Linked DNA regions of Sus scrofa: regions 1, 2 and 4 are each linked to region 3. The links are chromatin contacts, called in public promoter capture Hi-C maps. All regions are on one chromosome and are shown on one strand. The core of a region is the stretch at or near the end of the contact, and the rest is flanking DNA. Distances in the headings are between cores, read along the strand shown.

Region 1 (7,133 bases), core at 187-2,686, 1.3 Mb before region 3:
TCTCCGCCCTGCGCCGCTCTTGTCCGGGGAGAGAATGTAATGTCAGAAGGACGCCCTAAGCAGATCCCCAATAAAATAAGAATCGTCTGTGGCGTGGGGTCGTGGTGAATATTGATAGACGCCTCTCTCTGACGGTTTTCCGCACTAAGCACAGAGCTGTCCCAGGGCAAAGAGTGGAGTCTCGGGCTCGACCGCGACCAAGCCGGTGAGCGCAGACCGCTACCGCGGCGCCCGGGCTGGCAAACCGACCCGGGCTGCCCTCACAGAGATACAGCGGCGTAGGCGGTTCAAAACAAAAACAAAAACCCCCAAAACTCAGCATGGAGAGAAAGAACAGCTTAAAAACATGTTTTAAAAGCACATCTAGAGTTTTATACAACGCACACTGTCCAATGCACTAAAAACTGGACACGAATTTTTCAAGCGCGATTTTTTTTTCACTCCGGGATTCTAATTAACTCTACCGCTGCGACTACACAAACCCAGGGGTGTGGAGAACTACAATTATCTGGATAATCCAAGCCCGGAAGACTCGAACTTGAAGAACTACTAAAACTGTCCTGAAATACCCGCATCACTGCTCTAGTCCTTTCTGCCTCCAGAGTAGACAAAACTCCAGCCCACAGTCTACTCAGCGGGATCTATCATCCACAGCCCCAGTGGTTAAATGGAAAGAACTGATTCAGAGCAAATCGAAAATCGCCTGGTGGCCGGTCTCTCAGACCCTCCGACCGCCAGCGGTTAAGTACCTGGTCGGGAAAACTCACGTCCTTATCAGTTCACAGCCCAGAGGCCGCGGAAGTAGCCTTGGGAGTTGCCAGGGAGAAAAGTAACTTTGATTTAAGGTTTTCAAAAACCCCAGAGGGCAAATGTGACCGCCAGGGTCAGTCAGCAGTTTTGGTCCAGACAAGGGACAGCCGAGTGTGGCGGTTCAGTTAATCCACGACGCCTCCCGACGTCCCACACGCTCGCTCACACTCAGCCACGCGCCGGGGGTTATTAGCATACGCCTGAAACTTCGGCCGCAGAGAGCCCGGTGCGAAGGAGCGCCAAAACCTGCGGTCCAGAGCCCGCCCCACCCGGCCCGCCCCCTTCCCTCCGCGCCCGCGCCCGCGCCCACGTCCGCGCGCTTCCCTATCTAGAGTTAGCAACTTCGCGCTCACGCCCGCCGCGGCCTCTCCCAGCCCGCGCTCAGCTCTCTGGGCCCAGATGCGCGAACGCGTTCCCACGCCTCCGTCCCAGGTCCGAGGCGGGCATTGGCGAGCGCGGCCCCGCCCCTCCGCTCAAGCCAATCGCGGGCCACGCCGACCCTCAAGGAGGCGGTGCCAGACCCGGCCACGGGGGCCTGCGCGCGGAGGCGGGAGAGGGGCCCCCGCCCGCGCGGGGAGGCGTGGCTGGCGCCGGCTCTTGCGGCCGCGCTGGGCTGCGGCGTGGGAAAGAGCGGCGAGGAGCCGAGCGCGCCGCCGCGGGACCGCGCTGTCGCCGGTTCCAGGGAGGAGGCAGGCAGACCGGGAGGACGCTGCATCCACCTCGGCGTCCCTAGTTTTGGCCGGGCTGCGCTCCGCGCGGTCTGGGCCGCAATGAAGCGCCCTTGCGAGGAGACCACCTCTGAGAGCGACATGGACGAGACTATCGACGTGGGGAGCGAAAACAATTACTCGGGGTGAGCGCGGGCTCGGCGGAGCTGTCTGGAGCCCAAGGCGTCCGGGAGTTTCATGTACGAGCGGCTCCTTGGAAATCCCGAGGTTCCTCTCCGCCCAGTCCTAGCCGAGGGGGGAAGCTTTTGCCGGAAAGACTGAGTGGTGGGCGCTCGCGGAGCGCGCGTTGGGGTGGGGCGAGGCATTTGGGTTTTCACTGTAGGGGTGGGGCGGAGAGGACTCTGGACGCGGCCGAAAGAGTGCAGGAGTTGGCGAAGGAGGGTCCTCGGCTGTCAGCGTTGGGCGCGCGGACTGGCACGTCCGGGAGACACCGAAATTGTCTTTAGAAACATTTTCAAAATAAGCCAGACGAAGATTTTTAAAATTGATTTTTTTAAAAAAGGGACCGAAAGATGGCTTGCTTTTTGGAGAAATTAAAGCAAGTTGCTATGTTAAGGATAAGTAGGTTGAGATTTCCAGGTTGATCCTCTGTGACTTGGCTGACGGGAGAGTGGGTGACAGATGGAAGGATCGTTTCGGGCATCATCTTTGCTTGTTCTTAAGTCTGGAAAAAGATCGGGGTCGTGATCAGGAAAGCCAGACCTCCACTTTCCAGTGACAGAGGTTACGGAGGCGTTTTAGTGCGGAGGCGGGTCAGATGATAATTGCTTCTAATTGGCATCCCCAGAAGCACCTTAATTATTTATCTGCAGCTGTCACTCAAAGAGCAAAATTCTTTCCACCTTTGGAAAACTAGTTTTCTTTCAATATTATTATTTTAATATGTACAAACTTTAGTCTGGAATCAGCAGAAGCAAAGACACTTACATGAAACGTTGTTTGCAAAGTATCTTCTAATCATTAAAGTGTTGTGTCATCTTAAAAAATGAGATCTGAAAAACAAAAGATGTCATGTGAAAGGTGACACCAGTTGAGAAGGGGTGGGAATGAAGGGAACAGTTAATTCAGAAATAAGATCCAGAAGTGAGAAGGTGAGGTAATAAGAACCTGGTGTGTGCAACATTTCTAAAATGAAAGAGAATAACAGGAACCTGGAGAATTTGAGAACATGAAGAAGCAGTATCCATGAATTATGAAGAGAAGCAGATACAAGCTAGAAAGGATTGTAAAAATTAAAAGTGACAAGGTAGTGATTTGACTGAACTTGCAATATAAAATATTTTTCATTAGCACGCTCAAGATGGACTACAACTCTGAAAGGTTTAAGCTTAGATTGAAGGCTGAGAAATACTCAGAGTTTTATTTTCAAAGTAAAACTTTCACCTAGTAGTTCATCTAATTTACTTTTTCTATCAGTGGCGTATTTAATTTGGGGGCATTCTTTTGAAAGATTAGTATAGAAAACATTGAATTTGTCATTTTTTTCTCCTGTATGACTAATTGAAGTTTTGAAATAGTAGGGTAACTTCTGTTTATTTTAAAGATTGCATCTAGGGACAACACATTGACATGGGATGACTGTATATCTGTTTGATAGTGGTGCTGAACATGGCCTTTATTTTAAAATAGCTTTGCTTTGTTCAGTGGGTCTGCCCAGATGGAGGAGGAGGGATGCTATTAGAGATTATTTGACTTTTAAGAAACATTTATGAGGGAAACTAGAAAGTGCTAATGCCTAATTTCTCACCCCGACTGCCAATAATTATTTCACTGGGAGACTTAATAAAAGTTTAGGGACATTGTTGCCAGTGGATTTGGCATCTGGATTACTCATTAAAATTGAAAGGAAAAAAGGCATGATTCCTACCTGAAAAGAGATAAAAGGGTTGAAAGCAAAGTCTGTTAAGAGCAAGAATGAAGAATAAAAAAACACTGACCAAGAATAAAAAAAAAACTGACCTAAACTAATCTGAATGTTTAATGCATGCCATCAAGCCCCCAAAAGAAACAACTGTCAACGCAGCACCTGACAGACTTTTCTTATTTCATAGGCAAAGTACTAGCTCTGTGATTAGATCGAATTCTCCAACAACGACATCTCAGATTATGGCAAGAAAGAAAAGGAGAGGGGTATGTGATTTTTTTTTTATTTCATTTAATCTAGCCTAATGTGTAGCAGTTGTATTTTTCCATTATGAGTAATTTTATCACATGTGTATTCACAAAGTTTTGTTGTTGTTTTGCTTTTCGGGGAATAGATAATAGAGAAAAGGCGTCGAGATCGGATAAATAACAGTTTATCTGAGTTGAGACGACTGGTGCCAACCGCTTTTGAAAAACAAGTAAGCTGCCCCCACCCCTGACCACCCCACCAAAGAGCTGAAAAAATCTGATTCTCTCATCTGGGAATGTGGGTTCTTGTTAAAGCTCATTAAAATAATGGTGTATGTGCCCTGATCTGGCACAGAGCAGCTATTTCAATAAAATGCTTTGTTGTGGCAAAACTATTAAAAACATAATCCATCATGAAGTTGAAAAACATTTCCATTCTCTAGCTTATTTCCCCCTTAAGGGTAACATGTTCATGCTTTCTCTGTTCTTTCTATGAATACCAGTAGTGGTTTTGTTTAAAAAACCGAGCTGTATGTAGTACTTATTTAAAAAAAAAAAAAAAAAAGATATCATATGTGAAGTTTCATTTTTGTCTCAAACTGTTAAAAGAAAAAGTAAGCTTTTTGTCTAAAAAAAAAAAACCAAAGCCAACGAAGTGATATCTCTATCTCTATTTTCTAAGTAATAATACTAACAAAATTTGTTTACTGAACTACTTAGTTTCGTTTTTAATCCTTGGGTTAATAGAATGATGTTTGATTTGAGGCAGCTTTGTGCAAATTTTGTAAAAATCAAGCTAGCTATACATTTCCCTTTTCGGAATTCAAGTATGTCTTTACAAAAAAAAGAAAAAGAAAGAAAGATTTTGCACACTTAGGTGGGAAGCCAGATGTTTAAATCTTCCTTTATCATTTTGGAAAAATTGTGTTTTTCCTCCTGCCTCAAGGGCTGATGGTCAGATTTCTAAGAGCATCTTTCAAAGACTGTGACATCATACCCTTTTGAAAATGCTTTCAATTAAATTCAAATAGGGTATACGACAGCAGTTGTTTGTTTATTCCAATTTGTTGTTTACTTCATGAACCGCAAACACTATAAAGCAAACCCTACAAAGCCCTTGGAAATTATCCAGAAACTGCAGTTTTATTATTACTCACTTTTGCTGAAACTACTGTACATCTTCATGGAAAAACTGAACATTGAGGCAAGTACAAGATGCCATATGCTATCGATTTCGAAGGGAGAAAAGGCACCCCTTCTATATACTGAAATTGTCTTTGATAAGCTAAATGTAACATGCAAATTGCGGTTTTGATTACTAGCATTTCTCATGACAACAGACTAAAGATAAAAATATCAGTAATCAATGATATTTTTACTTTGAGTACTGAAGCATCAACAGTTGTGAGAAACAGTTTGGTGATTTTTTTTTTTTCCTTGGTTTGTTAGATTTTTTTTTTTCTCTTAAAATGTCAACTTAAAACAAACCTTAAAAGCAAACCTCAGTTGTTTGGCAGTTTGTTACCATAAACACAGGCTTTCCCATTTGCTGAGCTTGGCGACCAACCCTAGCGAGCTGGCCCTGTCACAATATGATTAGAAGACTGTTCTTTCGAGCACTTTAAATAACTCTGGCACCCTCACCAGGTACTGGGTGCTGGAAATTTTCACAAAAAAAGGAAAGCATAGGAACCTGAAATAAACTTCAGTTTCCTTTTCAAAAAAAAAAAAAAATTAAAAAACTGATTTAATTACTTAGCTCTACCAAGAAATTAGAAGCCATACATATCCACAGTTTGAGGTGGCACATTTGTGTTTCAGTTCGTTTCCAGAGGTAGCCTTCTTCTAAAATGGAGGGAGGGGCATAAAATATATTTCCAAGACAATTTTGTTAAGAACTATTTTAAAGAGTTCCAATATTCTTAAGCATTCTTGATGTTTATTAGATAAGAGGAAGATTATGCTTTCTTTTTTATGAACTTGGAATTTACAGTGACACCTGCTGGTAATTATCGAGAAGGAAAAAAAACCTTGAAAGTCTTTGCACTTTTGGTTCTACTTACCAGTGGTATAGTATGAATCACCTTAAAGACATATTAGAACATATTATAACAATAATTTGTTGCAATCATATCTCCTTTTCCTCCAGAGTTAAACTCACCTGATCTAGACTTCAGGGTTACATAAGACTATTGTATGTCCCCTAGTAAAATAAAGTATGTTATTAACCAGGGCAGAAATTGGATGCAAAGTTTGAGATTTTTGCAGTAGTAAAATATCTGTAAAATGTCAAATATCTGTCATTAAGTGGGACATAATTAGTGTTTTCGTGGAAAGGCTGGAAAAACTTCAGATTTTTCCTATGAAAAAAATGAACATAATTTTCTAGTGAGAGGGCAAATTAAAAATTCAGGGTAAATTGTTCCATTTTTTCCTATGGAACTTATAAGAGTTTATTTGTTTATACAGGGATCTGCAAAGTTAGAAAAGGCCGAAATATTGCAAATGACAGTGGATCATTTAAAAATGCTCCAGGCAACCGGGGGTAAAGGTAAGTAGGTGACTTCATTTTTTTCCCCCTCTCCACCTTTTTCTTTTCATTTTTTTCTCCCTAAGATTGTAAGGAAGTCATAGTTGAACAGTTCTTTAACAAGCTGAGATAGGAGGTCCCAGATTAAAGCCATGGAAATCAATGCTAATGGCAGGATTGAACTCGTGGGAAAGAACTTCTGGAACAAAAGAAGCACTTGACCCTGGGCTTGTGTTTGCTTTCATAATACTGTGGGAGTAAAGCTTCATTCACAGCAGCCTGGTCAGAGATTTGTTTGGGACTTTCAGAAGCGCATGCTGGAATTTGTACAGAAAGACAAAACAAACACACAAACATCCAAACATAAACAGGAGGTTAGAGGCAATCTTTTTCTCTTCTTCTTTCCCTTCCCCTAACCCCCACCCTGCACCTCATTAAATCAGGGATAGGACTCAGTGTAATGCAGCTATCCCAAAGGAAGTGAATTTTCATTGTCGTTTTCAGAGTTTGGTTGGTCTTGGATTTAAACTACACAGAGCTTTTGAAGTGCCAGGTGGTGAATCTCTGCCTTGAAAACCGCTGATGGAGCAGGCATACCTGTGGAGAGCAGACAGGAGCAGATGCCCTGAGCCTGGTGCCCTGGAGAGATGTCTTCTGTATTGGGTAGTGATTTAGGGAAGAATCATCCAGAGAGTCAGGGACCTTCATTCACTTCATACTAAGAATGAACTTGAGATCCTGAAAGCTGACTGTTCATTCAGATTTCATTATCCCACTTCTCACACATACCTCAGACTTGATTTTGCCCTCTTCTGTCTTTTTCCACCCTTCAAGCAGGCCTTTGGTAATCATCTTGGCCCAGGGTCCTGTTCCTCCTTGATAACTGAGTAAGGAGAGGGGCTAAGTGCTGCAGGTGCACCCTGCAGGCCTCCCTCTGCTCAGCATTAGCCTTG
Region 2 (7,057 bases), core at 4,247-6,746, 1.1 Mb before region 3:
TGGCCTAGGCCAGCAGCTACAGCTACAATTTGACCTCTAGCCTGGGAACCTCTATATGCCATGGGCGTGGCCCTAAAAAGACAAAAGACAAAACAAAAAAACCCAAAAAAATAAAAAAAAAACCCTAACCTATACTGATATAATCACCTAAAAGTCCACATCATACTTTATCTTAGGGTTCACTCAGCACTGTATACTCTCTGGTTTTGGACAAATGTGTAATGCCACGTAGCATTATAGTATCATCTAGACTATGTATTTTCAGTGCCCTTAAGGTCCTCTGCCTGCTCATCCCTCCTTCTTTATCCCCTGGCAACTACTGATTTTTTACTGTTTCCATAGTTTTGTCTTTTCCAGAATGTTATATAGTTGGAATCATACAGTATGTAACATTCCTGACTGGCTTGTTTTACTTGGTAATATGAATTTAAGGTTCCCCATGTGTTTTCGTAGCTTGATAGTTCATCTCTATTTTAGTACTGAATAATAGTTCATTGTTTGGAAATACCAGTTTATCCATTCGCCTACTGAAGGACATCCTGGTTACTTCCAACTTTTGGCAATTATGAATAAAGCTGACATAAACACCTACATGCAGGTTTTTATGCAGACATGTTTTCAACTCCTTTGGGTAATCCAAGGAGCACAATTGCTGGATCATATGGTAAGTGTATGTTTAGTTTTCTAAAAAACTGCTATGATTTTTCCAGAGTAGCTGTACCATTTTCCATTCCCACCCACAATAAATAAGAATTCCTATTGCACCACGGCCTTGTCAGCATTTGGTGTTGTCGGTGTTTGAGATTTTGATCATTCTAGTAGGCATGTTTCAATTTGTATTTCCTTGATCACATATGATATGGATCATCTTTTCATGTGCTTATCATCCATCTGTATATATCTCCTTTGGTGTCTAGATCTTTTTCCAATTTTTTAATGAGGTTGTTAATATATTTGTTGAGTTTTCAGAGTTCTCTGTATATGCTGTGTAACAGTCCTTTAACAGTTAAGTCTTCTGAAAATATTTTCTCCTGGTCTGTGGTTTGTCTTCTCATTCTTTTGACATTATCATTTACAGAGCAATGGTTTTTAATTAAATCCACCTTATCAGTTATGTCTTCTTGAATGATGCCTTTGATTTTATATCTGAAAAGTCACTGCCAGGAGTTCTCATTGTAGTGCAGTGAGAAAACAAATCCAACCAATATCTGTGAGGATGCAGGTTAGATCTCTGACCTCACTCAGTGGGCGGGGGATCTCGCATTGCTGTGAGCTGTGGTGTAGGTCGAAGACATGGCTTGGATCCCTTGTTGCTGTGACTGTGGTGTAGGCCAGCAGCTGTAGCTCTGATTTGACACCTAGCCTGGGAAACTCCAAATGCTGTGGGTGCAGCACTAAAAAATATACCTATTTACAAAGGACTGTGTAAGGCCTACGTAGGATAATAAAATATGCACCACAGCTGAAGAAACATTTAATATTGCTGTGGTTGGGGATGAAAGTATCAAAGAAGACTTTCCAGAGAAGGTAATAATAAAAGAAGTTTAAAAGTATACAAATTTGGGGAAAAAGATATAAAATTATCTTTGTTCATAGGTGATATGATCATCTATGTAGAAAATCTGAATCAGTTAAAAAACTGCTGAAACTAATAAGCAATTATAGCCAATTGCAGGATACAAAGTTAGTGTGCAAAAGTCAATTGCTTTCCTATATACCAGCACATTGGAATTACCTGAGGAGTTTTTAAAAATACAAGGCCTGGAATCTATCCCAAGAGATTCAATTTAATTTGTCTGGGATGTGACCTGAACACAGGTGTTTTTAAAAGCTCCTGGAGTTCCCGTTGTGCGTCAGCTATAACCAACCCCACTAGTATCCACGAGGATGCGGGTTCAATCCTGACCTCGCTTAGTGGGTTAAGGATCCAGTGTTGCCACGAGGATGAACAAATGGAATTTAAAATTATAAACACAGTACCAATGTGCTGCTAAATTTAAGAACCTGTGACCTATGGGAATTGAATAAAACTCTCCTTTGCGCCCTATTTTAGTAGATACTCAGGAAAATCCCTTTTATGGGACTTGTGGCTATCTATACTATATATAATTATTTTCCTACTCATGGGAAGCAACTAGGATCAAGAGATGGTGATTATTTGCAATTGTGCTTAAACAAGAATTTGTTTATTTTTTTCCTAGGAAAGCTATATGCCTACTGTGAGATTGTCAGTATTTGCAAACAACTTGTCAAAAGCCTTTATTTAGAAACCATATTTGCTTCTTATATTTTAGGGAGAGAAAGTAGGAAAGAGGAAAAGAGAAAGGATGAAAGATCTAACTCAAATGAAGCAAGTGCACTGTGAACTTATCCCTAGTACACAAGTGTTGCCCAAGAGAAGTAATAAATGGCATTCCATTCAAAGATGTGCAAAGCTGCCTAAGCTACAAAGTTAAAGCCTGGAGCTTTTATTTAATAAGTTTCTAGAATGGTCTTCAGTATCTTCAATCTTTTTTTATTTTTTATTTTTGATTATTAGTATGGATTTTAACTAGTGACAACAAACTTCAAACCAGAGACAAAATTTGGAATGGTTAGTTAAATTTGAACACTGGGGAGTTCCCATCGTGGCTCAGTGGTTAACGAATCCAACTAGGAACCATGAGGTTGTAGATTCGATCCCTGGCCTTGCTCAGTGGGTTAAGGATCCAGCGTTGCCATAAGCTGTGGTGTAGGTTGCAGACGTGGACCGGATCCCGTGTTGCTGTGGCTCTGGTGTAGGCCAGTGGCTACAGCTCCGACTGTACCCCTAGCCTGGGAACCTCCATATGCCACGGGAGCGGCCCAAGAAATGGCAAAAACACACACACACACACAAAATTTTGAACACTGGCCATTTAGGGCACAACATTTTCACCGTTTTACTCTAAGACCATGGTATAGTATCTTCAATCTTAATGAAGATAATTCAGGAAGAAGAGAAGAGAGAAAAAAACACTAGCTGCTCTCAGGAAACAAACCTGACAAGATGGGACTCTGAGTCATCAGTTCAAACTTAAGTAACTGCAATGGGTTTAAGTATAACTCGGCTCCTTGAGGTCAAATTTCCAACAAACAAGATCTCCAGAAGTGAAGAAACGTAGATCTCATCCTCTGGTCAGAAGAAGCACCAGAACAAACCGGAAGCCCTAATTGCAAACTAGAGCAACTAATTTGCCTCAGGTGAAGCAGTATCTGTGCATTAAAAAAAAAATTAAAAATGTGAAGGGAAACAGGCTGGAACTTCATCCTTCTCTTCTGATCATCCTTAAAATCTGATGCTGCCACAATTCAAATAATCAAAAGCCATACATTTCCAGGCAGATGGAGTTAGGCTAGAGGAGAACAACTCTCCCCAATCTCAGCAACTGCATGAAATAGGAACAGTTTTCCAAAAGGAGCCTAAACTAGGGCCTGCTAAAATTAGAGATGCCTTTCTTCTTTGGGCCAGCCCTTAATTTCATTCTTCTGTTTGCAGTGAGATTTAGACTGCAAGATACCAAAAATGGTTTCAATCTTTTACTCCATTTCCAACACAAGGCCAATAAGACCTTTCCTCATGAACCTTAGCTCAAAGGATCTTATGTGAAAAATCAGTAAAACTTGAATTCATCTGGGTTCTCCTAGGTCCTGTATTCTCAGTTGCTATCTCTGCACAACATCATATCAATCCAGCCATGAAAATGAGCACCTCTTTGATACCCCCTAAAAAGTTGTCCCATCAAAATCTCATGTGGGTTTGGTAATTCTGACAAGTTTTGGATGGGGCACATCAACCCTGCACATCCTTTCCCTAACATTGCATTTGTTCTCTGCCTACCTTGACCCCTCTTCTCAAAAGAGTTAATAACCTTTTCATGTGTCAGAGAGTACTTTTATTCCCCCTCTCTGAAGCCTTGGGGCCAAGAGACATATATGCTCCTCAGAGACTCACTTGACTCAAGGGGACTTATCAAGACATCTTTCCTGGGAGTTCCTGTCATGGTGCAGTGAGTTAAGAATATGACTGTACCAGCTCAGGTTGCTGCAGAGGGGGTAGGGTCCAATTCCCAGCCTTGTGCTGCAGCTTAGAAGGATCTGCCCTTACCACAGCTGAGGTGTAGCTTGCAGCTATGGCTCAGATTCAATCCCTGGCCCCGGGAACCTACATATGCCTCAGGTGTAGCCATTTAAAAAACAAAACAAAACAGAAAAAAGACATCTATCCTAACAAAAGTAGAGGGCTTGTTAAGAGGAATTCTCATGGAGGTTAAGAGAAGAAAAATCTCCTTAAATGCTATTTATTGCCCCATACACTATATTAAACACCTTACGTACATTGAGGGAGGCAGTATTATTCCATCTCAGATAAAACAGGCTAAAAGAAGCAAAGAAATCTGCTTGAGAGCATACCAGATAGTAATTAGTGGAACTTAAAGTTTGAACCCAAGACTGACAACAGCCTATGCTAGTAATCACGACTAGAAAGCAGTAACTATGATCCTGACACTTGATGCGGGGAAAATGCAGAATACTTACTCTTGTGCTTTGTATGATATGTGGAATGCAAAAGATAAAAGGTCTCAAAAGCACGAAGGACTTAGTACTTTCAAAAGCAGCAACATAGATATAGAATACGCAAATTGTTAAAATTTATTAACTGTCTGCTACTATGAAATCTGTACTGGTGTTAATAGTTAGAAGCAACTTCCATCATGGAACATAATAATACAGTTGGCTGCGGACTGGTCATGGGAATCTAACAACACAAGCTAATAAGCACAGTTGACCCTTGAACAAGGCAGGCAGTGGGTGAGGGGAATTAGGAACATCCATCCTCTGCAAAGTTAAAAATCTGTGTATAACTTTAGGGTTGGCCCTTCAGTTTCTAATCTTGTAGTACTATAGCACCACTCGCTGAAAAAAAGTCACATACAATTGTACCCGGAGCAGTTCAAACCTCTGTTGTTCAAGGATCAATTGTACTTACTCTGAGGTGGACACTGCTTTGTTTTCTGTGAGGCACAAAATGAATCTTAAGAGATCTCTTTCCTCAAGAGCGCACTCTAATTGGCTTACAAGGCACATATCCTTGAAAGCTATTGCAAGAATACAAGAAGTATACCAAATGTTAAATGAGTGGTCCAGCTAAGTCAGCCCCCAAAGCCTAGAGTGTTTAGAGAGGTCTGCACGGAAAAAAAGTGAAATTTTAGTTAAGTTTTTAAGAACCAGGAGTTGAAGAACTGCGGGAAAAGTAGTACATTCCAGGTGTGCGAACTAAAAACTGGCTCACCGCACCTTGCTCCTGAATACAACACAGATCCTCACTCCAACACGTGGTACATCGTGATCTTTAGCAGAAAGCACCTGGCAGGCAACACAACCATTCCGGGAGTCTCGGGGCTCAAGACCCTTACGGAGGAACTTCAGGACAGCGTCCAACCCCCCCACTTCCGCTTCCGGCTCCTCAGGCTCCGCCTCAGCGGAAATGGTGTAGGGGAACAAGGGGTAAGGCCCCGCGGGCCGCGCCGGCGCACCGTGGGTCGGTGCCATGGCGCTGCCGAGTTCCTTGAACAGGTATTTGCTGCTCATGGCACAGGAGCACCTGGAATTCCGCCTACCGGTGAGTCCTCCACCGCTTTCAGCGGAAGAGGACGGCGCGGTTGGGGTTGGCGTGGGGGTGGAGGCAACCAGCTCATCCTGAGCCCGCAGGGATAGGGGGTGTCTGTGCTTGCGGGAACATCAGGAGTTCCCGCAGTCCTTGGGCCCCGGGACAGATCTGATCTCGGCGGAGGATGTGTAAGAGAGAAGTCCGAGACAGCCTCTCTCAGCCTTACTAAGCATTTTCATTCACTCCCCTGCCCAGGTGCCGGGCAGTGGAGTTAGGCAGGTAAAAATGACCCGTCCTCTTCCTGGAGGAATTCTTAGTCAAGCGGAGAATAGAGACAGCAGACAGAAATCCTCCGGGTAGTGTTTCAAGTATCGAATATTCGGGTCAGATTTAGTGGGGGTGGGAGTGGTGGTGGTGGTGGGTGATAGAGTTAGATGATGGAAAAGTTGAGGAAAGTGTTTTATTTTTTGATTCTGGAAACGTTTTCAGAGTACTTGTTATCGAATGTGCTGGGCCCTGAGGATATAACGGTGACCATGTTTGCCTTAAAGGAGTTTACTGTTTAGGCTAAGGGGTGAGCAGGTGCATAAACATAGCATTATGAAATAACGTTGGTAAACGCAGTGATATATGCAGGAAAATGTCAGAGCATATAGAAGGGAAATCTGATCCACCTGAGGGGGGGAGTGTTGGTCATTAAGATGGCTCCCAGGAGGATATGGCACTTGAACTGTAATCTAAAAGATGAGTAGGAGTTAGCTAGGCCAAAGAGAGACATAAGTAAAATAGAATTACAAGCTGTTCATTATTATTGGATTACCAAATATGTAGCAAGGGATTACAAGAAGAGAGCAGGAGAGGAGGGTAGTGTTCAGAAAATGCAGAACTTTAAATACTCTGGAGCTTGGAAGGGGACTTTATTGAAAAATTTTCAAGGAAGTGACAGAATCAGATTTTTTTAAAAAATCACTTTGGCAGCAAAATAGAGGATAGATTGGAGAAGAATAAGGAGTTAGGAATCTGTTGAAATAGTCTTATTAATAGATTAGGAAGGCCTGAACTAGGACAAGGGATAAGAGGATGGGATCGACTGGGGAAATATTTAGGTGATAAGTCATAAGGGCTTTATGATTGATTGAATGTTGAGGGAAGAGGGACCAGTCAAGGGTGATTGCTGGGATGGATATAAGGGTATTTCTATTTAAAATAGAGGGTACAGGCAGGTGTAAGATTTAAATTTTGGCTATGCTGAATTTGATATGCTGGTGTAGCATCAAATGGAGATGACCAGGAGGCACCGAATGTGAGTATGTGTAGATCTTAGAGTCTCATGGACAGGTAAATAACCTGCATATTCTGCATATGAACACTAGGAGAGAAAATTAAGTTAATCAGAGAAAGCCTAGTGTCAGAAGAGTGGTTGGGCCA
Region 3 (6,944 bases), core at 359-2,858:
TGCACATATTCAATCATTCAGGATATTTACAGAGAGTCTCTCTGTGTCAGATACTATTATGGAAGTTGGAATACAAAATAGAACACAAAATCTTGACACTGAGAGATTTATATTCCAGTGTGGAGAAACACACAATAAAGTTAAATAACGTAAGTCATCCCCTACATTGTGCTAAGTATTAAAGAGAAAAAGGGGAGGAAAGTCAGAAATGTTGGGAATGTGGAAATGTCATGATTTAAAATAGAGTGTCAAAGAAAGGCCTGAGTGAAAAGATGGCATTTGAGCCCAGGGGGAGGAAGCCACTATCAGGAAGAGCGTTCCAAGCAGGAGAAACACTGCAGAGACTGAGGTTGAGAAGGTATGTAGAGTCTTCTTTGAACACGAAGCTAAGCAAACAGTTTGTGAAGTCAAGGAGGTAATGGAGGGGAGTCGCCATTGTTAAGGACTTTGTTTTTGGCTTTGTTCTGGGAAGCCACGGGAGACTTCGAACAGAGATGTAGTATGATCTGACTGTTTTTGTTTTTTGTTTTTTTTTTAAGTTTACTCTGCCCTCTGGGTTAGTAATAGAATCAAAGGAAAGCAAAGACAGAGGCAAGAAAACCAGTCCCTGGGCCATTGCAATAATCCAAACGAGAGATAATGTAGATTGTAGTCAGATGTTCAATGTGTTTTGAAGAGCCAACAGATTCTTTGCAAAGTGAATATGAGACGTAAGAGAAAGAGAGAAATTAAAGATAGGTTTGACTAAGGAAAGATGGAGCTATTCACTGAAATGACTAAGATTATGGGGTCTGGCTGAGAGTGAGAAGCCTGAAAGGGCATTTTAGTGGGATTCCTGTTAATTCCATTCTTGCACTCTGATGGAGAGATATGCAGATAGATAGGTAGACAGAAAGAATAAAAGAAAATGTACATATTTCCCCACATATTTCTACATATATAAGAATGCTGAACATTTCCCAACCTTGAATAACCAGCTAATGAGAGGTCAAAATGCAACAGCATTGCAACTAAGAAGATACTGGCAAGAAATGTCGAAATAGATATTCTTTTAAAGATAAAAGGCATGCTCTTCTACATTTTTCATTTTACGACTAAGAAAATACAATCAGTTCTTCCAGCTTCCTATGACCTAGTCTAAGAAAAAGAGGCCCCAAAGGAAAGATTGCTCAACCACTCAGACGAATAAACTTCCTAGAGGACTTTTTAAAAAAATTATTTATTTATTTTTGGAAAAAGAACAAGCAGTTTTGCCAAGAACTCATCACCCCCACATCCAGTTAGGCACCCAAGGGTTTCTTCTGGGTCTCGAAGTTGGGTTTCTCAGCAGCACCACCTGCTGGTCCAGCATGTTACTGCCTCGGCCCCAAATCTCTCCGGTGGTCCTTCGTCCTTTCAGAGTTCTTCAGCACCTAACTACAAGAAAAGCAAAATATAAAGCAGTCAAAAAGATCCAAGCAGCAAAACTGCAAGGCCCGGAAGGTAGCATAAGGGAGGAACGAACCCTGCGGAAAGCTTCAGGGCTCGCACTTGGGGAAATAAGCCGGGGCGGGGCTGGCGCGAGCTCCCCGGTGCGCGGCGCTGCTTCCGCCTCGCGCGGCCCCGCCCCCCGCGACGCGACCAGCGGTCACGTGACGGCCGCGCGCGTCCCCGGCCGCTGCGGGATCCGAGGCCGAAGAGAAAGGACTGCAAGGCGGCCGGCTGTGGCCAGAGAGGTGGGAGTCGGGACGGAAACCCTCGCGGGGGGTTAGGGTAAAAGTCAGCCACTCTGGGATCCTAACTCGGGGAGACTAGTGATAGCTCGCGGTGTCACTTCCAACCGCGACGCACTCCGGGTCTGCCCTGCGCCTCGGGCCTGAGAGGGGCGGCGGCGGGGTCAGGGGCCGGTACGTGGGTGGACGCCCTTGGGCCGGCGCGGCCGCGGCTGTTGCGCCGAGGCAGGATGGGACAGCTCATCGCTTCCCGCCGCCCCCACCTTGGCCGCTGTCACAGGCAGGAAGACAGTGACGAGCTCTGCGTTGCCCGCGGCTGCCGCAGCCCCTGCCCTGGGCGACCGCCGGTAGCTGGTCACAGCCGGGGTGCGAGAGGCGGAGCAGCGGCCATTACTGCGCAGCCTCTTCCTTGTCGCTGCCTCTGGTGGCAGCCAGGTCCCTCTCTCTCCTCAGCGGTGGTGTCAGACTCCTACCCGAGGACTTTATGGCTTTAAGATTTAGGGGCGGCCATGGTTTGAGGGGTATCCTACTTCCTGTTTCCCATGCAGAGGCCTCTACCCGGGCCTTGGGTCAGGGCGTATAGTTCCTGCATTTTGTCTTTTTCTGGAGCATGTTTGGCTTCTTTTTCTTCTCTCTTTCCCTCCTTCTCCTGCTGAGTTTCTGGGTCTTGCCTAATACGACAAGCAGTTCCTTGCCTTATCCTGGTTAAGCCCAGCGCTGTTACTAAAGCATCGGAACTGTTAAGACATCTCTCAGTACCCGTTGGGCCTCCAAAACCTTAGTACATTTTAAAAGCGGAGGCTGTTGCTTTGTTCTTCTGGTTGCTGGGTGCGGAATTCTCTCCCTACCCCCCATCCTGTCTGAAAGAGTACGAGTTTTCCATTGTTGTTCTATTTTATTTTCCTTGGGCATCTAGAGAAAGGCAGAAAAATTGTTTTGAGTTTACATACACAACTGGCAACTAGATCTTTTTTTCCTTGATATCTCTTTTAGTATATTTTTATTTCTTTTCCCTAAGTGCCATTTTAGTAAGCACTTCTCAAGTTTCCAAAGTACGAATATCTTGTTCAGTAATATTTTTGTAATATTCAAACTGTGGAATTGAGAAAAGCTATCCAGGAAATGATAGAAAAACGGTTTGTCTTTGTATGATTGACATTTCAGGTGCCCCGGTGGACCCCTTCCCCTGCGATGTGTGTACTTATAAAACAAGATGTGAAAGTATGACATTCGCATTGAAAGCAGTATGTACTTAAAGAAACTGGAAGACTTAAGACTTTTCGGGTTTTTTTAATAAGGAAATCTGTATTTAGACTTTTTAAAAGACATAGCATATAGGACAGAGGAAGACATTGACCTACACAAATAACAGGATTTATGATGTTGGCTTTGCTGTTTTGTGAGCAGCAAATGTTTGTATTGAGTGTCTGGTGCTTTAAAAGCACATGAAAATAGGTCAAGTAAATCTAATTTTAAAGGGAAAACAGAAAGAAAAACAACTCTAGGAATAGATTTCGGATGTTTGTTTTAAGTTGTACACCTTAAATTGGAGCATTTGGTTAAGCCCAGTCTTTGATTTAGAATTTATGCTTCAAATGGGCCAATGTAAGTAGTGGGCAAAATGAAAATAATAGTAAACATTCGTGGGATTTTGATATCTACTGATTAAAAACTTGGTAGAATTGTAATCATCAGGAAAACAAACTTTTTTTCTATTAGCTGATCATAAGACAAGAGGAAGAAAAGAAGAAATGGGTTGGGGGGAGTTTTTTTAGAGGACGTATGTCAACTGGTAAAGTATTTTGTTTCAGTTTTCATCAACTTGAATTAACAGAAGCAGGGGGCAGTTTTTTTTTTATTTATTTTTTATTTTTTTGAAGGATCTAAAAATTATTTCTTGACTTAATAGAAGAAAAGATAGTATTAAATCTTTTCACAATATTGGCTTGCTTAGAGAATATTGTTTTATGAGTTAGCAGTTTACTAGCATGAAACACCTGACACACTGTTGAGTATTTGAAATGCTTTTTCCCCCCAATGTTGGTAACAGCAGACACTGAACCCTTTCCATTCTCTTGCCTGGTTTCTGATTGAGCCTGAATTTATGCAACCAGCTGGATTAGAAACAGTCTTTGTGAATATAGATACCACCTTTATTTACATTCTGCTACCTGCACTTATTTATGGACTGTTTAGTGTTCATGGCTTATTACTTTCTGGGTTAATTAAAATAAAACCTGTTGTTAAATGGCTGTTAGTTAAAGTATTTAGGACTATGGAAGTGTGGAGTAGGGTGAAATAACTAAGACATGGAGTTTTGACTTGACCAAGGTTACACAGATAATTGGCAGCAGAGCCTTTCTTATTTACAAAATGGTTTCAGTCTGTGCAGCTTCTGTTTGATGTGATTAAAAGACAGCATTTGTTCACATTCACCTTTAATGTTTTGTTCAAATGCAAAGCCCACGTTTTGGTATGGAAATGTAAAGGTTTAATGCTTATGTATGAAGGTTGTGAAGCCCAGAGATTGCCATACAGTGATTTTTTTTTTTACAAGTGTTATGGAGCGATGGAAATAATTCTTTAAATTCCTTAAAGTATTGGACCCCTTTTAGTTGAAATGAGTTCTGTCTGAAGACTTTTGTTTCACAGTATGACGTATGCTTTCTGTAAGCTGAGTTTTAACAGAAGATGAGAAGGAAAACTGAAAATGCAGACTTTAAGGCATTTAGTTACATCGCTCAATTTGGGGCTCTTAAGAAATATAAAGATGAATTTGCTACATTATACGTGATCTCTCTCTCTCTCTGTCCCTTCTTTTACTGGTCCTTGCTTTTTTTTTTTTTTTTTTTTCAATTTTTTCTTTTTGGACTTTGTACACCAAAAGTTGTAAGGTTTGTAGAATTTTTCTATTCTATCACTGAGGTCTTTTATATAGAACAGTCTGTTTTATGTATTTTGAGTAAAGTAAGGACTTTTTATTAAACGTTAGCTGTTAATAATTGGAAAAATACTGAAAATCTTCAAATCTTTATAACTTGTTATTTTAACTGTTATATGCTTATCTTTTTCCTTGATTAGTTCTTTTAAAAGATAATAACTTATTTGAATCTATAATCTAAAAAAAATAATCTTGGTTTTCTGTAACTGACTTGAAAAATGGAATTGTAATTAATCCTAGATATTTTCAGAGAAAGTAACAGTAGGTAAAAATAATAGGAGTGTGAATTCATTGAGTGGCCACAAATTATAAATAATACAGTGTTACTTCATTTTCATGTATACTTATTTAATTAGTTGAGTGGGTAAATGATTTAAATTCACTGATAATCTCTAAAACCTTATATGTTTTAGAATTTAGTCTGCCATTTTTCTTTAGAATTATTAAGAGGCAGAATTATCTGGTTTGAAGTCTCTTCTCTTTTTATGTTAGCTTCCCAATAGGTTGTTTCTGTATAAACTGCCCCTTAAGAAGCAGCCTTAACCTATTAAACTTAATTGGTATTTGCATGTCAGAATATAATGTAAATTACAGTAAATTTTACTGTAATTTTATTGAGTTTGGTGTATAGTTTATAAATCATTGAGACAGGAGTTATGTATGTTTGAATTATTTATGTTTGCCAAGTTAATTCTGGCCTGTAGTTAGGATTACACTATTCTTTTATCTTTGGTTAAAAGTTAAAAGCCTCCCCCTCCTGCCATTTTAAAAAACAACCTTTTGTTTCAAATGTAGACGTTTTCTGGGGGCTTCTTAAAACATGACTGTTCTATTATGTGCCATCCCTTATGTTGTGCCCAATTGGCATTATAATTCTCAGAGGCTGTAATTGATGGACCTGTTCGGTAAAATATGGACCTAAACCATCATTTTTGATCACAGCAGAATGTGCAATTTTCTTTTTTATCTGTGCCAGCACAGATGTGAGTAAAGTAATGTAGAGTTCATTTTCTTTATTAATTCTTGTAGTAAATTTGTTGTCGTTGGAAAAAAAAAATTCTCCATATGCAAGACATGCTAAACCTGCATTGTGCCCTATGGTAGTCACCAGCCACGATGGAGCTATTGAGCAAGTTATGTGGCTAGTCTGAATTGAGTTGTGTTGTAAGTAAAATACACACTAGACTTCAAAGACTGTACACACACATATGGGAGTGTAAAATATCACATTAATAATTTATATTAAATACATGTAGAAAGGTAATGTTTTGAATATATTGGGTTAAGTAAAACTGTTCTTCAAATTAATTGTGCCTGTTTCTTTTTATTGTTGTTAATGTGACTAATAGAAAATTTGAAATTACGTATGTTAGCTTGCATCATGTTTCTATTAGATATGCTATTCTAGATCTTTTCTTTTAGATACAGCACATTGAGGAAAATTTTTTTAGAGATATACTTGAATTTGAATCCCATTTCCCAGTATTGATAGCTTTATGATTTGGGAGTTAAATCCTTGTGGGCTTGGTTTTCCTCATTTATAAAATAAATGAGTCATTTTGAGGATTTGGTGATATCATGGGTCTACTAGTGCTTCCTAAACTTTATTATACACATGAAGTACCTGGAGATCTGATTCTGTTGATAGGGAGTCGGACTTCATATACTTTGTAAGGAACTCTCAGGTAATGTTGATGTTGCTGGTTGGAGACCACAGTTGTCATAGGTAGGAACTAGATTACTACATAGGTTTTAGTTCATTTTCTTCCCCCCAACGTTACCCATTTAGAGTCAGCTTTAACATTTAGCTGTGGGATATAGGAATTGGAAAAGTCTCCTTAGCCTGCAAGATTTACTAAAATTGGTTTTATTCTTGGATTTTTATCTGCATTCTGGATAATTCATTGCCAATGAATAATAGCTGGGTAAATGATGTGCTTGTCAAAAGATATAGCATGAATTTTATATTTGTAAATGTAGTAACTCCTGTAAGATTTTAGGTTGTTTATAGACAGGATTTAGAACTTAGATATCTTTATATCTTTTATGGATGGGTGGTGCCTGTTCACAGTCAGAACTCAAATGTTGTGTTATGTGAGTAAATAAATTTAGTTTTTAATATTTTACTTCTCTCAGCAGTTATTTTAGGTTAGTTTTTTTTTCATTCGTCCAAGAAATATCAATTCATCAGCAATACTTGATTGGCAGTTTACTAGCCACTTAGAGATATAAGGAGTCCTTATCTTCAGGGGGCTTATGGTTGCAGTGCATGTGATAAATTCAGTAATAGA
Region 4 (6,927 bases), core at 3,339-5,838, 1.1 Mb before region 3:
GTTAAGGAAATTTCTATTAAGGTTGTAGAAGAGGGGAGTCTACTGTCGAGATGATACTTCATGAGACTAAGACAAATTCACCAACACACTTTCCATATTCCCACTATAAAATAGACTAAACACTGCACTGTACCAGACATATGGCTGCAGCAGCTCCACTGTCTATCTCTACCATAAATACCAAGAAATCTGCCTAAAAAATGCCTCATGGCTTTTGACATCAGGGTCAAACAACTCAAAAGTTTACGGAATGAGACTGTTTACAAAACAGAATGATTAAAGGAAATGAAGTTTATCTGGAATATCGAATTTTAAAAATCTGTTAAAATGTTCTTCCTAATGACAAATGTAACATATTTTCATTCTTGAGGATAACAATATAGATAAACCAAAAGAAGGAAAAACATCAAGCCACAATTTATCCATCCAGAGATCACAGAGCAAATATATTTGGTATATACCCTTTCAGGCATATTTCTTACAAATTCATATGTATGTTTAATACACATGACTCACACTGGACATATACCATCTTGTAACCTACTGAACATATGTACGTGTCGGCGTACTGTGATTTAAGAGAACAGGTGCCTGTCAGTCTGCCTGGGTTTGGATCTCAGCTGTCACTGACTAATGGGATGACATCTGGCTGTGTGAGATCACCTAGGAAGTGCACGTAGCTAAAGGGTATCATCAAGTTGTATATGTTAAATACGTATATAATTTTTTATGAGAGAGAGAGAGCGAGCGAGAGAGGGAGAGAGAAACCTAGGACAAAAGCTCGTTGGTGATGAGAGAGGTTTGGGAGAAGGGAAGCAGCCAAGGAGACTTGAGAAAGAATAACAAGTCGAGTAGGAGGAAAGCTGAGGAAGTGTGGTATCCTGGAAACCAAGAGAAGAAAAGTTTATCAAGGGGGAGGTAATAGTCAACTTTTGCTGAAAAGATGAGCACTGAGAAGAGACCATCAGATCTGGTGACATGGAGGTCACTGGTCACCTTGACACAACCGTTTGGGTAGAATGATGGCACGGAAAGTCTGATGGGGGACAGCGTGAGAGAAGCGGGGAGAGGGAAAGAAAAGAGTATAGCCAACTTTGGGGGGGGACTTTGGTTACAATGAAGGACAGAGAAATGGATCAGTAGGTGACAGAAAAGCACAGACGAATGAAGGTGTGTTTTAATTATAGTATGATGTTCAAAGTTGGCTCTTACCATGTTTGCTACTGATTAACGGTAATGTGACTTACATACACATGGTAAATTATTTTCAAATAAGATGACATTCTGATACATCTCTCTACATACAATACATTCACGTTCCCACCCTCCTCTGCTCCGTGGTGATTTTAACTAAAAAAGTAGCTAAATATATAAGAATGATAGGTAAATTTCCCATTACTCAAATTTACAAGTTGTTCAGTTATTATATAGGAAACACTTCGGCAAATAAGAACCTTGACTCTAAATGGAAACATTATTTTCTAAAGTAAAAACCAGATGATTAATTGCTTTACGTTTATTCCAGTTAGCATCACACAGGATAAAAGACATTGCCAAAGCACAACCTGGTCTCTGTTATAGATAGGAGCACTACAGCTTCTGTATTCAAGTGAAAGTGAACCATCTGATGACTTAAATCATTTTACATACAATCACTACTATTGGTAATAATTGTTAACATTCATTGACGGTTTTGTGCCAAGCGGCCAGGCTTTAGTTCTCACAAAAAAAGTTTGCATTAGGCATTATTATTATCCTCACTGTATACATGAAGAAATAGAAAGCCTCAGCAGAAAGAGATGAAAACTTAGCCAGGTCTTCACAGATGATAAGCTATGTGGCTGTCTAACCCCAAGGCATGCTCTGAAGCAGGGCTGCTACTAGCCCATACAGTGCCCTTTGGCAATTAGAAAACAGTGCTAAACAGCACTCCATTTTGCAAATAAAATTTAAAGTTAGTTTCTTGTCACACAACCCAAATGACTATTTCCAAGGGGCTCTATCCAGAAAAACAGCTGGCAGCCACTCTACCTGTACACATACGATGCCTATACTTTTGCCTGCTTCCACACCAGGACACATACTCCACGCAATCTTTAAATACTTTTTACTGTTCCTCCTTTACTGTAGGGAACTACATCAAGTCCAAGGTTGGGGAATTGGAAGCAGGTTTTGGTGAAAGTATCAGGAAACTGGGCGAAGCAATCCCAGGTGTCACTAGGAACATGGTCAGAACAGGTACACCTCATGCAGGTGTGTGGCAGTATACAGATGAATGGTTTCCTGAGTATGTGTGTGTGTCCATATGCAGCCAATGTGGGTTTTTGTACGAGTCAACTTTCCACTGCTCCAGAACTTGGCCAAGAGGTCTGGAATCTCCAGGCCTGTCTGTGCTTTTATATATATTAATACATGTCTTACGATGTCAATTAGGACATTCTTAATTGTGATGTTCTTGTACAGTGGACAACCTGAATACTCCTATGCAGCTGCCTTACTCCTAATCAGTCTTTGGTTCATTAGACAACTACATGGAAAGCACTGTACTAGGTGCTACAGGAGATGCTAAGAACTTGCTCTTTTTATCAAGGAACATAATTTCCAGTAAGAAAAATATGCACACAAAGAGTATACATTACAAAGTGATAAGTTCTGTAAGAAAAGTATTGAAAAATTGCTAAGTGAATTCACAAGAGGAAATGTTTCAGTTTGATTAAGTAAAGAAAATTTCATGAAGGAGGAAACACTTGAGGAGTGGCTTGGAAGATGGAATTTGGATGTGCAGAAAGAGAAGAAAGCATATTTCAGAGGGGAGAGTGTAGATAAAAGCAGAAAGAAGTGAAAGTGTGCTACACACACGGAAACATTGGATGCTTAAGTTGAGCAAAGTAATGTACTGATTCTGAATCCTGCCTTGGACTCCTGAAGGACTATGAAGCTGTTACAGTGCTTTTCCAAAATACTGGCAAAATATAAAAAGACTGACAAATGTCTTAAACACATATTACAACTAATTTAAAAACACATTAGTGCTTTTGATTAATATAACATAAATTCCTTCAAAAACGCTACTGAATTCATAATAGAACACTGTTATATACTTTCTAAATCAATAAATACCAAGTGTAGAACTACTATGATGAGCTAGTCTAAGAAAGTTTGCAGTGTTAATAAAAGGAATCCCGTGTTCAAAAGGCTGATGAATTCTGTAGTTACACAAACCCTTATCTGAATTCCATCGCTACCAATAATTATTGTATGGTATTAGACAAATCTTTCAAGTTTGTTTCTTCATCTCTGTAGCAGGAATTATAAAACCAACCTTACTTGTTCTGATAGAGAAAATCATGGCATGTTTTAGGCATTCAGAAAATGCTAAGTATTACAAAATGAAAAGCTGAGGTTAAATCAGAGTCCACCTTGAATGTCAAGCTAAGGAGCTGGTACTTTTTCAGGCTAGATAGTTACTGCAGGTGAGAGGGATTGGACCTGGGACCCTTTGTTGCAGTGCTTATACCTGGACAAAACTTCTCCCCAAACATTTCCTGAGCAACAAACTACAAAGAAACTATAAGGGACTAAAAACAACTGTGCCTCTACCGCTGGGGCAAATTGTAAAAAAAACAATAAACAAAAAGACCAAAAACCCAACTGCCACCTCTGAGGTAAAGGGAGCAAAAGCAGGTTATTGTGCAAGACGGCTACACAAAGCACCACTAAAGGGATGGGAAGACCACGTGAGCCATCCTTCTGGCCAGACTCATGTATTCACCCCTATCCTCATCACATTTAAGGAACCAGCTTGCCCTGTGCACCCCAGGGAGCATGCAAGGAAACCTGTTTCTTGTTTTCCCTCTCTGGTGCACTATAGCACAGCCCCAGTAAAGTCATGCCCGAATTTCTTATCTGGCCTCTTAGCAATTTCTACTGAGTGAGGAGTCCAGGAACCCAGGTTGGAAACACAGGATTTTTGTCCAAGTGGCAGAAAAATCAAGGAGGGAAAAGAGTCTGAAAGATATTGCAGTTGTCCAAGTGAGGCAAAAAAAAAGCACTCGCAGTGAATTTCTGGAATATTTCGGACTATAAACTATAGGATTCCGAATTTCCTGGGTATGAAGAATGAGATTAAAGCCCACTATTTTGATCTAGTTGGTGCTGTTTACAACAACAGAAGACCAATGCCCTAACCTGGGAAATTCCATAAGTCGTAGCTACGGCCCTTAAAAAAAAAAAAAAAAAGGCAAAGACAGAGGTGACGTTCAGTTTCATATTTTGAGCTTAGCACCCAAAATTATCCTGGCTGAAAATGCATAAACAAAGCTTCAAATATGATCTGAGTTGAAACAAAGTTCTGGAAATTTTGTTCATTCTCTTAAATCCTAAGTTTTAAAAAACTTTTTCTTACGACATCATAATTCACTCCGGGACACCTTATACGTTACAGGGTTCTGCGAAACGACGCTGAAAACTGCCAAGTTCCTTCTGGACCCAGGATACCGCGCGCCGGTGCGGTCACTGTGACGTGCGGCGCGAGTCTGCGTTTTGGGGGACGTCGTGCGCTGTTACCAGGGAGACGCAAGGGGCGGGGCGACTGCCGCCAAGGCCTCCGGCTCCTGCCGGTCGCGCCCTCTCACGCCCCCTCGTGGTTGCTGGCGTGTGGGCCACAGCCTATGGCTTTGCAGCTCCGCCGAGAGTCGCTCTAGCTCTGGCGTCAGCCTCCAACTGCGCGGGCGCCCAACGCGCTGACTCGCCAAGCGCCAGGCTAGAGGCGACGCCTCGAGGTGAAATCGAGGAGGTGCAGGAGGGGAACTCTACGTGGGCCCCGCTGTCCGGGAGAAGCCTGAGGCTTTGAGCCGCGCGGGGGCAGAGATGGCGGAGGAGTGGGAAGGCGATTTTGCGAAGTCATGTGCACGCCTTGAAGCAGCAGCGACTGCAGACACCTCGGGGTCTCCAGCGGGGACCACCACGGTCGCCGCAGAGTCATCGGAGCGCGAGGGCTACAGTAGAAAGTGCGTGTTCTGCCGGATCGCGGGGCAGCAGGAACCCGGCACGGAACTCCTGTACTGTGAGGTGGGCGGCAACGCGCGACTGGGCGTGGGTGGGGGCCTGATCGCTCCTGGGGACTCCGCCAGGAGGGCCTCGATGGGGGGGATCGGGTGGGAGGGTCCTATGTAAATGAAGCGGGGGGCGCCCGGGTGTTCTAGTGTTCGCGACGGAGTTGCTTCTCTAGGGGCGGGGAGGGTCACCTGCGGCCTCTTTGCTGTTCTTAGGGGAGAACATGTAGTGATAATTGGTAGAAAATAGCACGTATGGCCTCATTTTATTAAAGGGTTCTCTCCCTCCCAGTCTCTCCTTTTTAGATATTGCTTTTACGTTATGCACTCTTAATACTGATACTGAAGATAAAACTAGTAGAAAATAGATAATGGTAATCGTGAAAAGTCTGTTAGATTGATTGAAAATAGGCTGGCAGGAGCGGGTCCACTATTAGTACGAACTGCTACTTAGTAATGATTTCCACTAAAGGGTCCAGTGCTTTAGAAGTGTTATTAATTGGAATGTATGGACATTTTCAGAGCATTAAGACTTTACCCAGGTATTTTATGTATGTATGTATGTATTTATTTATTTAGTCTTTTCGACTTTTCTAGGGCCGCTCCCGCTGCATATGGAGGTTCCCAGGCTAGGGGTCTAATCAGAGCTGTAGCTGCCAAGCCTATGCCAGAGCCACAGCAACACGGGATCAGAGCCGTGTCTGCGACCTACACCACAGCTCATGGTAACGCCGGATCCTTAACCCACTGAGCAAGGCTAGGGATGGAACCCGCAACCTCATGGTTCCTAGTCAGATTCGTTAACCACTGTGCCACGATGGGAACTCCCCAAATATTTTAAAACACATATCTGTTAGTCACTTTCTTCTACCAACTCTGCTTACCTTTGAAGAAACAGTCTTTTGAGAGAATCAGCTCCAGAGTCTGGTCTTGTTTTGTTTTTGAAGTAAACATTCATTCACTTGTTTTTGTTTTATTTTATCCTTTTTTTTTTTTTTTTTTTTTGGCCATGGCATAGCACTCGGAAGTTCCCAGGTCAGGATAAACCCAAGGTTGCGGTGACAACACTGAGTCCTTAACTGCTAGTCCACCAGAGAACTCCCATTCACTTGTTAAAAGTAAATTGAATTCCTTCCAAGCACTGTTGGAGATTCAGTGGTGAGCAAGGTAAAGGATAGTCCCTGTCTAGATTTTATAATCTAAAGGGTGGAATGAATACAGACAGAGGAGGCAGCTGATTCCAGTGCCCTGTGCTGTGGTGAAATAGTTTTACCACCTGTACTATTTTGCAAGGCTCCCCTGTGGAGGGGTACCTGACCCAGATTTGAAGGGTTGGGGAAGGTTTTCCAGAGGAAGTGAGGCATGAAAAAATAAATAGGTATTGGCCAGGTGAGGAGGAGGAGAGAAGTTCCCTCTAAGAGGACCTCAAGTGGTTTGGTTTCTGCTATAGGAGAACAGAAAGAAATTCAGTCTAACTGGAGCATAAAGTTTGCGGGGATGAGTCATGAAAGACGAGGCTGGAGAGGTAGGCAAGGGGCCATATTATTAAGGATATTGTAATTCATGTTAAGGAGTTTTGGCTTTATTTGAAGAGTGAAGAGAAGCTCTACAGTAGAATGTTTAATGCTACCATTCATGCTGGGTGGGAAGGAAGAGGATGAGGAGTTACAAGAAAGGGATTGCTCTTTGAAAGATCATCTGGCACTATTGTGGAGAATGATTTGGAGAGGACCAATCTGAAGGCATGGAGTTTGGTTATGAGGCTTTTCAAGTAATCCACCTTGATGACGGCCTGAAATAAAGAATAATAATAGAATGTAGTGGGATGAAGAAAAGGGCATCAATTTAAGGATATTTAGGAGTCTGACACTGG

What was found. Promoter capture Hi-C pulls out the DNA fragments that hold promoters and counts their contacts.
Region 1: a promoter capture Hi-C map of fetal liver shows a contact between it and region 3, with 5 times the contacts expected there. The contact joins the promoter of HEY2 here to the promoter of RNF146 in region 3. A contact is called at or near these places in 1 of 5 promoter capture datasets (fetal liver) and 1 of 2 datasets of contacts at active chromatin or transcription factors (alveolar macrophages).
Region 2: a contact with region 3 is called in a promoter capture Hi-C map of liver, with 5 times the contacts expected there. The contact joins the promoter of TRMT11 here to the promoter of RNF146 in region 3. A contact is called at or near these places in 3 of 5 promoter capture datasets (fetal liver, fetal skeletal muscle and liver) and 2 of 2 datasets of contacts at active chromatin or transcription factors (alveolar macrophages and skeletal muscle).
Region 4: a contact with region 3 is called in a promoter capture Hi-C map of liver, with 6 times the contacts expected there. The contact joins the promoter of HINT3 here to the promoter of RNF146 in region 3. A contact is called at or near these places in 1 of 5 promoter capture datasets (liver), 1 of 47 Hi-C or Micro-C datasets (liver) and 1 of 2 datasets of contacts at active chromatin or transcription factors (alveolar macrophages).

Annotation. Positions count from the first base shown.
Region 1 is chr1:37,225,624-37,232,756 of Sscrofa11.1, reverse strand. It overlaps HEY2 (hes related family bHLH transcription factor with YRPW motif 2), which reads left to right and starts at 1,436. Exons shown (of 5, transcript NM_001243329.1): 1 at 1,436-1,663; 2 at 3,590-3,668; 3 at 3,797-3,880; 4 at 6,120-6,201. The coding sequence starts at 1,581. It overlaps LOC110260189 (a long non-coding RNA gene), which reads right to left and starts at 1,092. Exons shown (of 5, transcript XR_002343031.1): 1 at 750-1,092.
Region 2 is chr1:37,000,518-37,007,574 of Sscrofa11.1, reverse strand. It overlaps TRMT11 (tRNA (guanine(10)-N2)-methyltransferase homolog), which reads left to right and starts at 5,496. Exons shown (of 13, transcript XM_013992581.2): 1 at 5,496-5,641. The coding sequence starts at 5,570.
Region 3 is chr1:35,921,671-35,928,614 of Sscrofa11.1, reverse strand. RNF146 (E3 ubiquitin-protein ligase RNF146) reads left to right here and starts at 1,608. Exons shown (of 4, transcript XM_021088514.1): 1 at 1,608-1,715. It overlaps LOC110260186 (a long non-coding RNA gene), which reads right to left and starts at 1,597. Exons shown (of 2, transcript XR_002343011.1): 1 at 1,505-1,597; 2 at 1,204-1,416.
Region 4 is chr1:37,021,864-37,028,790 of Sscrofa11.1, reverse strand. It overlaps HINT3 (histidine triad nucleotide-binding protein 3), which reads left to right and starts at 4,588. Exons shown (of 5, transcript XM_001928728.4): 1 at 4,588-5,070. The coding sequence starts at 4,870.